Linked DNA regions of Hordeum vulgare: all the other regions are linked to region 3. The links are chromatin contacts, called in public Hi-C and HiChIP or PLAC-seq maps. All regions are on one chromosome and are shown on one strand. The core of a region is the stretch at or near the end of the contact, and the rest is flanking DNA. Distances in the headings are between cores, read along the strand shown. Region 1 holds the start of LOC123448933. Region 2 holds the start of LOC123448931 (lipid phosphate phosphatase gamma). Region 3 holds the start of LOC123448934 (protein disulfide isomerase-like 5-1).

The links. Hi-C and Micro-C count contacts between places; a contact is called where the count stands out from the background. HiChIP or PLAC-seq counts read pairs in DNA pulled down with a chosen protein or histone mark.
Region 1: an H3K4me3 HiChIP or PLAC-seq map of embryo shows a contact between it and region 3, with 8 times the contacts expected there. The contact joins the promoter of LOC123448933 here to the promoter of LOC123448934 in region 3. A contact is called at or near these places in 4 of 6 Hi-C or Micro-C datasets (leaf and seedling) and 1 of 1 datasets of contacts at active chromatin or transcription factors (embryo).
Region 2: a contact with region 3 is called in a Hi-C map of seedling, with 6 times the contacts expected there. The contact joins the promoter of LOC123448931 here to the promoter of LOC123448934 in region 3. A contact is called at or near these places in 3 of 6 Hi-C or Micro-C datasets (leaf and seedling) and 1 of 1 datasets of contacts at active chromatin or transcription factors (embryo).

The regions. Positions count from the first base shown.
Region 1 is chr4H:454,369,142-454,373,949 of MorexV3_pseudomolecules_assembly, forward strand. It overlaps LOC123448933, which reads right to left and starts at 3,366. Exons shown (of 6, transcript XM_045125979.1): 1 at 2,838-3,366; 2 at 1,576-1,767; 3 at 1,253-1,492; 4 at 375-592. The coding sequence starts at 3,252.
Region 2 is chr4H:454,316,367-454,320,899 of MorexV3_pseudomolecules_assembly, forward strand. It overlaps LOC123448931 (lipid phosphate phosphatase gamma), which reads left to right and starts at 2,508. Exons shown (of 3, transcript XM_045125977.1): 1 at 2,508-3,078; 2 at 4,011-4,221. The coding sequence starts at 2,602. The coding sequence ends at 4,217.
Region 3 is chr4H:454,637,942-454,642,583 of MorexV3_pseudomolecules_assembly, forward strand. It overlaps LOC123448934 (protein disulfide isomerase-like 5-1), which reads left to right and starts at 2,347. Exons shown (of 4, transcript XM_045125980.1): 1 at 2,347-2,538; 2 at 2,924-2,982; 3 at 3,085-3,260; 4 at 4,292-4,599. The coding sequence starts at 2,404. The coding sequence ends at 4,377.

The DNA of each region.
Region 1 (4,808 bases), core at 2,116-4,615, 270 kb before region 3:
AAATGTGATGTCATATTTTCCTATAAAGATCACAACTTTCTCTTTTCCTAACTACTCCCTCCGTTCCAAAATAAGTGTCGCTGATTTAGTACAAAGTGTGACACTTATTTTGGGACGGAGGGAGGACAACACATGGCCTACTCTTGTATCATCGTCTGAGGTACCTCACTACAATAAAATGTGATCTTCCATGTCTACAAGATACCCCACTACAAATCTTGTGTCTGGTTCACCTATAGATAAGGGCGGGGATAGTACAGCAAATAATGGCACATAATGGTACCAATTCCCATATTTCCAAAAGAAAACTAAGATAGCATTTGCACCTGAAGATTGTACAAAAAAGATTGTATGAAACACTGATAACAACATACCCTCTTTCCCGTTGACAATGATAACCAACTCTCAGGCTGTCCTTGCTTTCCAGAAAGGAAGCTTCGGTGATAGAAGAGGCGCAATAGTGATGGAAACCTCCGAGCTAAAATGTGCATTAGTTTCCGTTTAGTTGACCATCTGTCCCATATTTTACGTTTCTCATCCTTGGTCATCTTGGAGTCATATGGATTTACCATAGGGGCGAACATTGCTGCACCTGGATTTACGGTAATGTGTCATCGACAAGAATTATATACTAGTAAGCGTATAATATCACAAATACTTCAATAAAAATATTCAAGATCTATGTCCGTGGAATATAACCCAAAAATGATTTTGACTGAACATAATTTTACAGCTTAAGATGGAATAGTGCTAGACATGGAAGTAAAAATAGTCATTACTATGTCTTGACAAAACTAAAATGCCAAAGAAGGACCAGGCATGTGGTGCTTTAAATTAGAAGTATATCCCGTTGTTTGCTTAACAAATGAAAATAATGAAAAAAAAAAGGTTTTTCTTGAAGACAGCGTGAGATGATTTTGTCATCTGATTCGGTAGCCATTACATTCTTATCAAATCAAAAGGATGGTAATTTGCTTTAAGAGTGTCTGAAGTACTGCTTTTTCTCAAGCCATGCCGGTAACAAACTCACCTGAATGTAAACTATGACAAACAATAAGTGTCAAGCATAAGAAAGTATGATGTGGATACCATACACTCAGAAGGCACAATCACAAAAAATAAAACCAACTAACGGTGATATCAGCATCATAACCTATTTATCAAAGTAAGGGGAGGATACATATATGGAATGGGACAGGATCATGAATAGAACACTGCAAAAGAACATAGAATAGCATCTGGTCTAGGCTACCTGCCACCCGGTCAGGAATGTAGCGCAGAGCACTCCAAGCATGCATGCCACCTCCAGAATAGCCTACAACCCAGAACTTGTCCACAATCCCAAGGGCATCGGCCAAATGAAGCATGTCTAATGCAGAAGAATTCAGATTTCGGCCTGGATGAGGATCACTTTCACCAAAACCAGGAAGATCATAGGTCACAAGTCGTGCCCCAAATTCCTCTAGAAGAGATGAGCTGATTCCAGGAATTCCTGCATAGAAAGGAGCAAAATGGATAAAAACTGCAGCATGGCACAATACGATAGCCCAGAAGCAACGTAACCGCTGTTCTTACCAGCTAGCCTTGATGAAAGAAAAGAATGGGGGGCAACCAGTGAAAATCTTGCCCTTCCAGCTGAAATTCCTTTTTCTTCGTAAGCCAGATGCCTTCCATCAGGAAGTTGAAATCTTTTAGCATTTGGGGGGCTTATGTAAAGTTTCTTCGGTTGCTCCACTGGGGTATCATCGCCACTTCCTACACCTAATACTGCACAGAAATAGTGTCACTAATGAAGCAACCAACTTAGGAGTAGTGCGTTTATTCTACGTGCACATAAAATTTTGTTGTTGACTGAAACACTTAACACATACAAGAGACTTCTTCTGGTGACTTGTGCAATGGCGTAATAATTGTGCAATGTCAAACAGAGTAAATTTGATATAAGCATTTGCAATGGCACTGTGGATAGATGTTCTATACTGTCATTTTATTTTCCTTGCCTAACAGGATAATAATGGTGATATCACCATGAGATTAGAAAATCGAATAAAATGCCTAACGTTTAGACACTGAACAACACCTGCCTCTTAGCAAGCAAGAAGCTTTATGTTCGCACCAAGACCTGACACTACAATAACCCATTAGAATTAGCAACAGAGCCCACACAGCCAAAGTAAGCAGCTCGGCTGACACAATGGTAAAACAATTGACTACCCTTCCCTCAAAAGAAAAAAAAAATCCATTAGGTTGACTTGGCAAATCTAACAGAATTTTAAAAGAGACCTTGGTGATTTTTGTATTTTACTTTTAGAGAAACAACGGAAGCTCACATTCATTAATCATTTAAGAGGGCATTAACAATTGTCCCGTATAAATTGGGAAGGAAGAATGGCACAGAATCAACCCAGAGCCCCACTATACTCAGGACTAGGCTGTTTGGCACACAAGTGTTGCAGCACCCACCCATGGTGTACTGCTTTGCTTTTTACCCCGTCAACAAATGTCTGCCCAAGCACACTAGGCAATAGGCATGGATCCCACATTGGAACCCTTTTCTCGTCAACATTCGGAAAAAGAAAAGCCGGTAGAGAACGAGCGAGACTGACTCTATAATCGGAAGCAAACCCTGGCCTAAAAAAGCAGCACAGTACTCTAGTTTGAACCCCCAGGGTTACTAGTCAGTTAGATCCATCCCCTCAAACCAGCAAATACTGCGCATAACGCGCACACACGATGCGCGACGACACGCGACACGCGCTACACGCTCGGCCGGAGGTAGAGAGCAACGTGCACGCGAGGTAGAGAAGAGCGGCGGGTGAGAGATCAGCGGCGGTTACCGAGGAGCGCGACGAATGCGACGGCGGCAACGACGGCCCAGCACCTGACGGGGTCGCGGTCCTCGGGGAGGTACTCGTTCATGAAGCTGAGGCGCTTGCCCGCGGCCGCCGCCGGCCGCCGCAGCCGCCGCGCGAGCTCGCTGTCCTCGGCGCCGGCGAGGCTCTGCGCGGCGACGTCCCACACGCCGAGCCCCAGCTCCCGCAGCATCTCCGCCGTGGACTCGGCGAACCCCCTGGCCTGCTGCGCCCACCCCTCCTCCACCTTCCCCTCCTCCTCCTCCCCGTACCAACCGCCCCCGACCGCCGCCGCCCCCGAATTGGGCGCCGGCGCCGCGGCGGCAGGGAGGCGCACGCCCGTGTCGCCGACGAGCGTGGCCAGCTCCTCGTGCCACGTCATCGTCGTCGCCGCCGCCATCGCGCCGCCGATCGCCTCCGCCCGCGCGTGCGTTTGGTGGGCTCTTGAGAGAGGGAGGAACTCTCCGCGGCGCAGCGCAGCGAGGAGTGGCGAGTGAATGGAGAGGAGACGGGGTTGAAATTGAAATGGAGGCGAAACTGGGAACTGTAGCGGCAGGGCTGGTGGGTTGGGCCCCACCTGGGTGGTTTGCCCGGTTGGTTGTTCTGGGGTTGCTTTCGTTCTCCGCGGGCGTACGCGGATCTGCGCCGTAGGGTGCGACGATCCGACGGCGGATGGTGTTAGCGAGCGGTTCGATTGGCGCGGAATGGCCTATGGGTACCCCGTCGTTTGCACCGGAAAAATGCATGCTAACGTACGTTAGATATATATAGGGATGGGATTCATTCTGCTCGGCCGTTATTATATTTTTCTTCGGAAAAACTTTCAAACTATTCACCAAACATCATGACAGAGCAAAGAACATCATAAATAATGAAAATTAAAATGATTTGGTGTGATTTGCCATACCGTTTGTGTTGTTGGGTTTTTCATAATTGTTCTATTCATACTCCCCGTCCCAAAATTCTTATCTTAGGTTTGTTTACAAATGAATGTATCTAAATATTAAAACATGACTAGATACATTCATATCTAGACAAATCTAAGATAAGAATTTTGGGACGGAGGGAGTATGTTTTACTTCTTCCGTCTCAAAATTCTTGTCTTAGATTTGTCTAAATATGAATGTATCTAGTCATGTTATAGTATTTAGATACATCCACTTTTAGACAAACCTAAGACAAGAATTTTGGGATGGAGGGAGTATAAAATCTGGTGTATCAGTTTTTGTAAAGCCAAACATCTTTAAATTTGACCAAATTTGTATAGAAATATATAAATATCCATAATATTAAATCGGTACCATTAGGTTCATCATGAAATGAATTTTCATAACTTATTTTATTTAATATTGTGGATGTCGATGATTTTGTCTCTAAACTTTGTCGAAGTGAAACAAATTTGACTTCTCAAAATCTAACATGTCTTATATTTTGAAACTGAGGAATTATTTGGCTTGCAACTAGGCAAATGAGGGAAATGATGAAGCATGTTTTCTTTTATTTATAATATGATGTTTTCATGGGCTTTTTACGGTGTGATTATGCATTATCTGCATATCAACTTATACTTACATGGAAAATTTCTGCATCGATGGTTGCATGCATTATATTAGTGTTGTAGTGTCACATATTGGCGTTTTCTTTGTCCTAGGTGGTGAGAGGATGCGGGGGCTTGATCTATTTTTATAGGATGATTGTTGTCGATTGATTTGAAAAATCGTTGACCCTGTCAAAGCAATGAAACAAATCTTAAATTAGCTCAATCGAAAGGGAGAACTTCAAAATTAGGGAGCATGATGAATGAAAAGAATTAGACTCCTTGATGTAGACCTTAATTAATCGTGAGGCCCTAATTAGGGATCACAATGTATTACTAGAAGGGTTGGGCGCGCTTTGATGCGTCGTTGTGTTCTTGGGGTTTCTCTGCCCACTCGGTTTTAAAATATGAAGTGTTCT
Region 2 (4,533 bases), core at 1,258-3,757, 320 kb before region 3:
ACGCGGGCAAGAGGGTTGTCAATCCTCTTGTCTTGTTATTTGCAAGTAAGCGAGGTGTGTACATAATTGTAGATAGCAGGATAAAATAAAAACAAGTAAATGACAGTAAGGTAATGAAGGTTTTATCAATATGTTGTGAATAGACCCGAGGGGCATAGCTTTCCCTAATGGCATCTCTCATGGAATAATAGCATTCGGTGGGTAAACAAATTACTATTGGGTAATTGACACAAAAGCGGATAGTTATGCGATATTCACAACAATGATCATGTGTATACATGCATCACGTCCATAAACAAATAGACTGACTCCTGTCTGCACCTATTACTATTATTCCACTCATCGACCGCTATCCAGCACGCATCTAGAGTATTAAGTAAAACAGAGTAATGCATGGAGAACAATGTCATGATGTAGACAAAGTAAACTCAAGCAATATGAATGAACCCCATTGTTTTATCCTTAGTAACACCAACACAAAGACACATCTTGTCCCCTTATGTCACTGGGATATAGAAATTCGCCAGGTTGAACCTACTATAATGCACCTCTCTCACCGAACAAATATCGATGGTTTTTTTTGGAGGCTGGCATGTATACCGTCCAGCGGCCATGGCATGACGTCGGCGTGAACTCTGGGCGATGGCATGGCCGCTAGCATGATCAGCGGCCGCGTGCCTTTCTAATATTATGTACGGACGATATTTAGATATACGTGTTGGACGCAATGTTGATCCAAATGCGGAAGGGAATGTACGAGACGGCCCAAACGGACAAAAGGCGAACAAAGTGAGCGTTCGTTTGGGTCTGCGCATGAATTTGCTCTTAAGATGTTTAGTTGGATCTACCGAGAGCGCCTCAACCAAGTTAGTGGAGTATACTTTTACTCCGGCCCCAAAAGTTTCCCTATTTTCACTCCTCTGATTGGTGGCCGAGTAAAATGATGCGCCTCTCTCTCGTGTCCGCTCTGCCGCTGCACTTTGCCAGTGCACCTCCCGCCGGTCCCCGACCCCGCCGCTACCTCATTCCATCCCTTGCCCTCTGTCGCCATTCTGTCCGTCGGCCAGCCTGTTCGGCACCCATGATCGTCGCCAAAATCAAGGTGAAATGTCGTCGCCGTTTCCGTTGTTGATTCGTTTGATTTCTGTCAAGTTTCTTCTTCTTCTAGCAGTCTCCGCATCTCACCTTGCTTGAGAACCATTGCAGGTCACCCGCCACTCGCCGGTTCGGTCTAAACCACGTCGGTCGGCTTTTGCACCACCACCGCACCCCAAGTGTTCGAAGAATTGCCTAGGTGAGTTTTTTTTGTTTGTTTCTCTTTGAACCGAGTCGTTTGGATTTAACCGAACCATTTGGATGGTAGATGAAGAGGTTGAGGGAGATGGCATTGGAGGACTCATCCTCATCCGAAGAGGAGGAAGAAGACGACAATGACTTTCACACCGTTGAGGGAGAAGGCGTGATTTTCAATGATGATGTTCGGCGGCCGTGGAAAGGATCACAATTTGGCCGCATACACATCAACCATGGTAGAGTGGAGGGTCATGCCAAGATCATGAAAGAGTACTTTGATCCAAACCCAACCTATCCGGAGAAGTACTTTTGCTGATGCTTTCGAATGCACACAAGTCTTTTTCTGACCATTGCAAAAGTTGTTGAGAGATAATATGACCGGTTCAAACTACGAAGAAATACATGTGGAGAGATCAGTGCAAGCCCTCTGATGAAATGCATTGCAGTTGTTCGAGTCTTGGGATATGGGTGTTCTGCCAGTGCAATTGATGACTATATACGCATTGGCGAAGACACAATCCTAGAGGTTGTACGAAGGTTCATCAAAGTAGTGATCGTTGTCTTTGGCCCGGAGTACTTGAAAGCACCAACCAAGGAAGACACCCATAGGATGATGACTGAGAGTAAAGTAAGAGGATGGCGAGGGATGCTTGGATCACTTGACTATATGCATTGGAGATGGAAGAATTGTTTTGCACGGCAGACGGGTCAGTACAAAGGCCACATCAACTATCCAACTATCATTCTTGAAGCAGTTCAAATTTGAATAATTCGATTTGTAAACCTTGAATTCAGTTTGTAAACTATATTTGTAATTTGGTTGAACATTCAAATTTATCTTTAGCTTTTATATGTATGCTAATACCTAGTTGCAATTTATATTGAAACACGGTCTTTTAAAAAAAATACTTCGTTATATTTAGGAGATCGGCTAGATCCGGTCAAAAATTAATAAAAACATATATTCCCTTCGTTTTAAAATAACTATCTCAACTTTATACTAATTCTAGTATAAAGTTATACTAAGCTTAAGACAGTTATTTTAGGACGGAGGGATTACTTTACTAAGGCCTTTTACTTCATTATAAGTTGTAGAGGATTGGTTAGAGTTGGCCTTAATCTGGACCATGAGATTCATCCGTAGCTCTAGGCTTGTCGTTGTACCCCACCCCCACGCGTCCACCGTCCACGCCCCACTTCTTCTGGCACGTCGGTCCGCCCCGCTCGGAAAGTACGCGCAGATCCCCTACGCGATACCCCAATTGAAGAAGAGAGGAAAAAGGAGAGCGAGCTCTGCGGCGGAGGAGCATGTCCGGGCCGGGGGAGTACCAGGAGATGGCCGCGTCGGTGCCGCCGGCGCTCAAGGCCATCACGCTCACCCACGTCCGCTACCACCGGGGCGACAGGGTCGGCCTCTTCCTCGCGTGGGTCTCCCTCGTCCCCGTCTTCATCAGCCTCGGCGGCTTCGTCTCCCACTTCATGTTCCGCCGCGAGCTGCAGGGCATCTGCTTCGCCGCGGGGCTCCTCGTCTCGCAGGTCCTCAACGAGCTCATCAAGCACTCCGTCGCGCAGTCCCGCCCGGCCTCGTGCGAGCTGCTCGAGACCTGCGACTCCCACGGGTGGCCGTCAAGCCACGCGCAGTACACCTTCTTCTTCGCCACCTACCTCTCGCTCTTCGTGCTCCGGAGGTCGCCGGCGAGCCGCGTCATGGCCGCCTTCACATGGCCGCTCGCCTTCCTCACCATGCTCTCCAGGGTGTACCTCGGATACCACACCGTCCCGCAGGTTAGAGCCCCTGAATTTCGGATCCGATCCGCGGGGACGTGATGAAATTTGATGATGCACTTCTAGCCAATGATTGGGCATTGCAATCAGATAGTTTAAGACCTCCTCGCAATGCGAGATTTGTAGAACACTGGGATAGAAAAGACTAGTTGACATCCTACAGGAATTGAAAGAATAGAACAACCCAACCTTTCTATGAAAGCAGTCCGTATGAATTTTGGCGCTTTCACTCCTTTGATCCAAAGGGCCTTCACAGGAGAAGTTCGTATGGTTGAAATCATAGGGATTATTTACAAATGAGTTTCACTTGGTTGAAAGTCCTACATTTGAATTTCAACCATCCGAATTTGCTTATCTGCTTGTATATGAATTTCAACCATAGGAATTTGCATATCTGTTTGTATATGAATTTCAACCATAGGAGTTTGTATATCTGTTTGTATATGAATTTCAACCATAGGAATTTGCATATCTGTTTGTATATGAATTTCAACCATAGGAATTTGCATATCTGTTTGTATATGAATTTCAATTGGTTGAAATCCATCAATTGAAGCATTTGGATATAAAACTCAAGACTATTTCTTTGAAAACACAAAAATTACAGCTAAAGCGCTATTCTTATGGCCTCAATAGGTGAAATTCATATGGTTAATCTGTTGGACCTATCCGTTTACATATTTAACCATAGGACAATTACATTTTCGTTGGATATGTACTTGAAACTTGGGTCTTCTCTCTTCATAGTATACTTATTCCTGAATCAGCAGTGTGATTCGGCTTAACGGCGTCATCCTTTAGAAAAGTTGGTGGTCTCCCTGCATACCAGCTTGTTTGGAACATCGTTTGGTTTTATTGCTTTCATTTTAACCGAAATGTCATGACTGCCACTGAAAAAACTGACAGATATTTCAATTTGATGGGTTCGTTAGGTTTTCGCAGGAGCAGTAGTCGGCCTTGTATTTGGTGCTATCTGGTACTGGTTCGCCAACACCATTCTTGCTCAATACTTCCCAATGATTGAGGAGAGCGCAATTGGGAGGTGGTTTTATATCAAGGATACTTCACATATTCAGGATGTGCTCAAGTTTGAGTATGATAATGCAAGGGCAGCAAGGAAGAAAGTTGCTACTGATTGAGGATGTAAGCCACAGCATATCTTAACTTTTTGATCATCTGGCAGATCTTGCTCCAACATGAATAACCATATCTCTACATCACAAGTATTCCGTTCTGCTCTTACATGAAGTATAAGCTGCCATCATCCATTAAAACATGCTTCAGATTAGCAGTTTACAAATAGCATATGTAATTAAGTAGATGCATATCATTTGACCTAATTATTTTTATGGAAGGGTCTTAGGTTCTTTGTGATATGACAATACCTCATAATTCCCACATATCAACTTCTTTCTCCAGGAGATAAAATCACCTGACCTACTCACATTATCTGCA
Region 3 (4,642 bases), core at 1,097-3,596:
ATTTTTCAAAAATTGTTCAGAATTTTTAAAAATCGTTTACAAATTTGATAAATGTTTGAAATTGTTCTTGAATGTAAAACTTGTTATGTGTTGGAAAATGTATAAAAAATTGTTCACGCTTTCAAATTTATTTATGATTTTTCAAAAACACTCCCCAAGATTCAAAAAATGTTCGTGCTTTAACAATTTGTTCGTACTATCAAATTTGTTCTCCGTTTTTTAAAAAATTAAAATTGTTCGCGCAACCAATTTTGTTCGGGGTATTTCAAAATTGGTCTCCATTTCAAAATTTCATTCCCAAGATTCAAAAAATGTTCGTGCTTCCAAATTTGTTAACAATTTTCCAAAAAAAATCACAGTTTTTCCAAAATTGTTTTTAGTTTCAAAATTTGTTCTAAAGATTCAAAAAATGTGTGTGCCTTAAAAATCGCATTTCCAAATTTCATTGGGGTTTTTCAAAATAGTTCTCTGTTTCATAATTTTGTTCTCAGGATTCAGAAAAATGTTCATGTTTTAAAAAAATGTTCGCGCTTCCAAATTTGTTCAGGATTTTTCAAAATTGTTCTCGGTTTCAAAATTTGTTCTCAACATTCAAAATGGTTCGTGCTTTAAAAAATTTGTTTGGGGTTTTCAAAATTGTTTTCCTTTTCAAAATTCTGTTCTTAGGATTCAAAAAATGTTCGTCCTTCCAAATTTGTTCATGATTTTTGAAAATTATTCTCGTTCCAAAATTTGTTCTCAAGATTCAAAAATTGTTCGTGTTTAAAAATTTGTTCACGCTTTAAAATTTGTTCTGCGTTTTAAAAATTGTTCATGTTTAAAAAAAATCAGGAGTTTCAACAAATGTTTGTGTTTTCAAATTTTGTTCACAAGTTTCAAAATTTGTTCGTGGTTCCAAATTTTATTTTAGAATTTTGGGAGCATGTTCCCCCTACCAAAAAATGTTCATGATTTACAAAAAAATGTTCTTAATTTTGAAAATGTTACACTTTCAGAAAATGTTCACAATTCGAGAAAAGTGTTTGCCTTTCACTGAGCATTCCATCTTTTGGAAAAAAAATGCTTTTGTATTCCCTAAACTAACTCAGATCTGCACGGTGTGTTTATTGTTTAAGACTGATCCTTCCATTTTGAATTGATATGAGTCCTAGCTCATGTGGTAGTAACACTTCCTGAAAAGCATTCAATCATGTGTTCAAATCTCCGGGGTTGCAACACTTTTTGAGCTACAATACACGTCAAATATCGATCGTGGTCTTCATGGGCCGGTCTAGTCGTGCGAAACGGTGACTCCTTGCCTCAGAGAGTGGCATATAGGAGGTCACGGGAATTGCGGGAGCTCCTACATGCTGCTCGTTACGGCAGGAAGTTCCACACACGCATAGGGGGTCTCAAAAAAATTTGATAACTATTTTTTTTTTCATTTTCCTGTTATTTCCTTTCTTTTTTCCTTTTTTTTTCTTTTCAAATTTGAAGCAAAAAACATATTTCTAATTCAAAGAACATTTTTTGAATTTTCAGATTTTTTTTAATTTATGAACAGAGTTTGAAAAACAACAAATTTTTGAAATTTGAACGTTATTTAAAAGCAAGATTTTTTCTTGAAAATTAAGAATAACTTTCAAACACGAATTTATTTTAAAAAATGAAAATTAATTTTATATTCTGAACTTTTCATGAAAATACTGAACGTTTCCATAAAATACTGAACATTTTTTAAAACTCTTAAGCATTTTTTGAGACTCCCGAACATTTTTTGAAGTTATGAATATTTTTGAAAATGTAGAGTATTTAAAATTTATAACATATTTCTAAAAATCAAAAAAACATTTCTATATTTGAAAAATGATCTTGAAAATACATAAGACTGTTTGAAAATCCAGAACATCTTTTGAAAATTCAGAACACTTTAAAAAATCATTTTTCGAATTTGAAGAATATTTTTTGGAAAAACAAAACCATTTTTCGAATTTTAAGAACAATTTTTGAAAATTTCAAACATTTTTCGGAAAATCATAACCTTTTCAGAAACAGAATTGAAAAGGAAAAAAAGATAAAGAAAAAGAAAACGAAAAGAAAATGGTTCAGGAAATTTGTAGAAGTTTCCCGAACTCGAAAAAACCCGGCTACGACCTCTAAAAGGTTCCCTGAACCAGAATCACTGAAATTCTCTAATGAGCCGGTGCATATGACGTCGCGGTCTCCTAAACGACAGTCCAGCTTAAAATAGGCGACGATAGTGGCCCATGTCCAGTTGTAGGCCAAGATTCCACCGTCGCCATCTGTCCTAGCCCGACCCGGCCCGGACCGGCCCAGAGAAATACATCATCGACCCACCCCGACTGGCGTATCCGCCTTCTCCTCGTCTCCCCGTCTTCGCCGTGGCCGTCCTCCGTTCGAGCCATGGATCCGGCTCTTCGGCGCCGCTCCCGCCTCCCTATCCACCTCCTGCTGGTGGCCGTCACGTTACTGGCGGCCCTCGCCGCGCGATCCGGCGCCGAGGTCATCACCCTCACCGAAGAGACCTTCTCCGACAAGGTACTGACTGCTTTCCCCTTGTCGTGCATCTCCCCCCTTCCACCTCCCCTTCGAGGTGTGATAGCTGTACTGTGAAGCATACCGAGGACACGTTAACTGCTAATTTTCGACTGGTCACTTGGTGGCGCTGGGATGCAGTGTAGCAGGCGGCGTGCTTAGTTAACATGTAGCCGTTTCCCCAGATTCGTCACTGGTTCAAGCATGATTCTTAATAATAAACCGATAGATCAGTATTCTTCGTGTATTAATTGTTCCACTTACGGAAGGTTCGGTGTTTAGATGCGGCGCTCCTTCTTAACTCCTGTATGGTTCAAGTTGCTTCGCTGCAATGCTTGTTGTGCACTGCCGTTGCTTAAGCCAGTTTGGGTTTATCTCTTGTGTTTAGATAAAGGAGAAGGACACGGTGTGGTTTGTGCAATTCTGCGTCCCTTGGTGTAAGCACTGGTAAGCTCTACATGTCATGGGGTGACATGGATATATATATCAACTACAATGCGAGTTTTGACCGCTTGCTGCTAAACAAGGATGCCTTCTTCATCTACACAGCAAGAGCCTAGGAACTCTTTGGGAGGACCTCGGAAAGGTCATCGAAGGTACAGATGAAATTGAAATCGGAAAAGTTGATTGCGGTGCAAGCAAACCAGTCTGCTCAAAGGTGGACATTCATTCATACCCAACATTCAAGGTATTCTATGATGGCGAAGAAGTTGCAAAATATAAAGGTAATCTCTCTCAAATCTTACTTTTGTTTGACAAAGGACAACATAAACTAAATACTAGGAGTACTACCATGAAAACCATGTTGGAATCTATTGCATTGGGTTCGATACTCTTGAAAAGTGATAGATTAGAAACCAAAACCACGCTGTTGACTTGTATTGTCAGAGTAGGACATGACTCTTAAAAGATTAAAACCGATGAACTTGCATCAAAAGGTTCTCAATGATTGCATTTTAGGCGAGATTTTCTTTAGAAACCTGGTCAACTATGACCTAGATATTATTGATATATCACCTACTCCCTCCGTTCACTAATATAAGATGTTTTAGCTTTTTCTTGAATCGGATGTGTATAGACACATTTTAGTATGTTCATTCACTCATTTCAGTCCGTATGCAGTCCATATTGAAATATCCAAAACATCTTTTATTTACAAACAGAGATAGTAATTCTTAACAACAGAGATGACGCTATTTCCATAACTAAATAAACAACATTAGGGAGGGAAACTCGTGTACAACTTTGTTCATATATCTTCTTTTTTTGGTTTTATTGATCATGAATGCAGGTTTTTTCAATATTAGACTAGATGTATATGTTATCATGTTGCTCACCCTGTTGGATTTGTTGTGGTACTTTGTTTGTTAAAATCCTATTCAATAGCGAGTCTCCACATTCAACCACCAGTTATAATCCTGTAATGTATCATGTTCCTAAAAGTTGATTGAATGTGCAGTTGTAGTTTTCTTGCACTGTCATTTGTCATCATCACTCAAAAGATCAAAATTACTTCTCCTCTGCTAGTGATGTTCTAACTTCTGATTCACATAGCATTAGTGATATTGACAAAATTACTTCATATATCTTCCTTTTGGACCTTGCATGATCATATACAGTTTGGCGATACGTTCTTTTACTGCATTTTCTAACTGCAGCTGTGCTGTTATTTGAAAATTATGTATGGTTCTTTGTTTTGTCAATATTCAGCTAGTGAATGCTCAATGCCTAATCCAACTACTCAATGGCATTACAGGGCCTAGGGATGTGGAATCTCTCAAGAATTTTGTGTTGAACGAAGCTGAGAAAGCAGGAGAGGCGACACTTGAAGATGAGCTATAGATGTTCGTAGCAGGCACATGCCGCCGATAGACGATGATATTCTGGTCAGGCAACTTTGGATGCTGCTCGACCTGTTTAAATTTTACAACCGAGTTGGCTTGTACCGCCGCCTCCTGGCGCTTGTCACTAACTTAGAATGGTACCATCTCAGATGCAAGAAGGAAATATTTTTGTAACTTTTAACCTTTTCAACTATTTTTTAAAAGCTATTTGCGGGCTTAACTTTTGGTGTGTACGAAATACAACCCATCTATTCAGTGGCCTA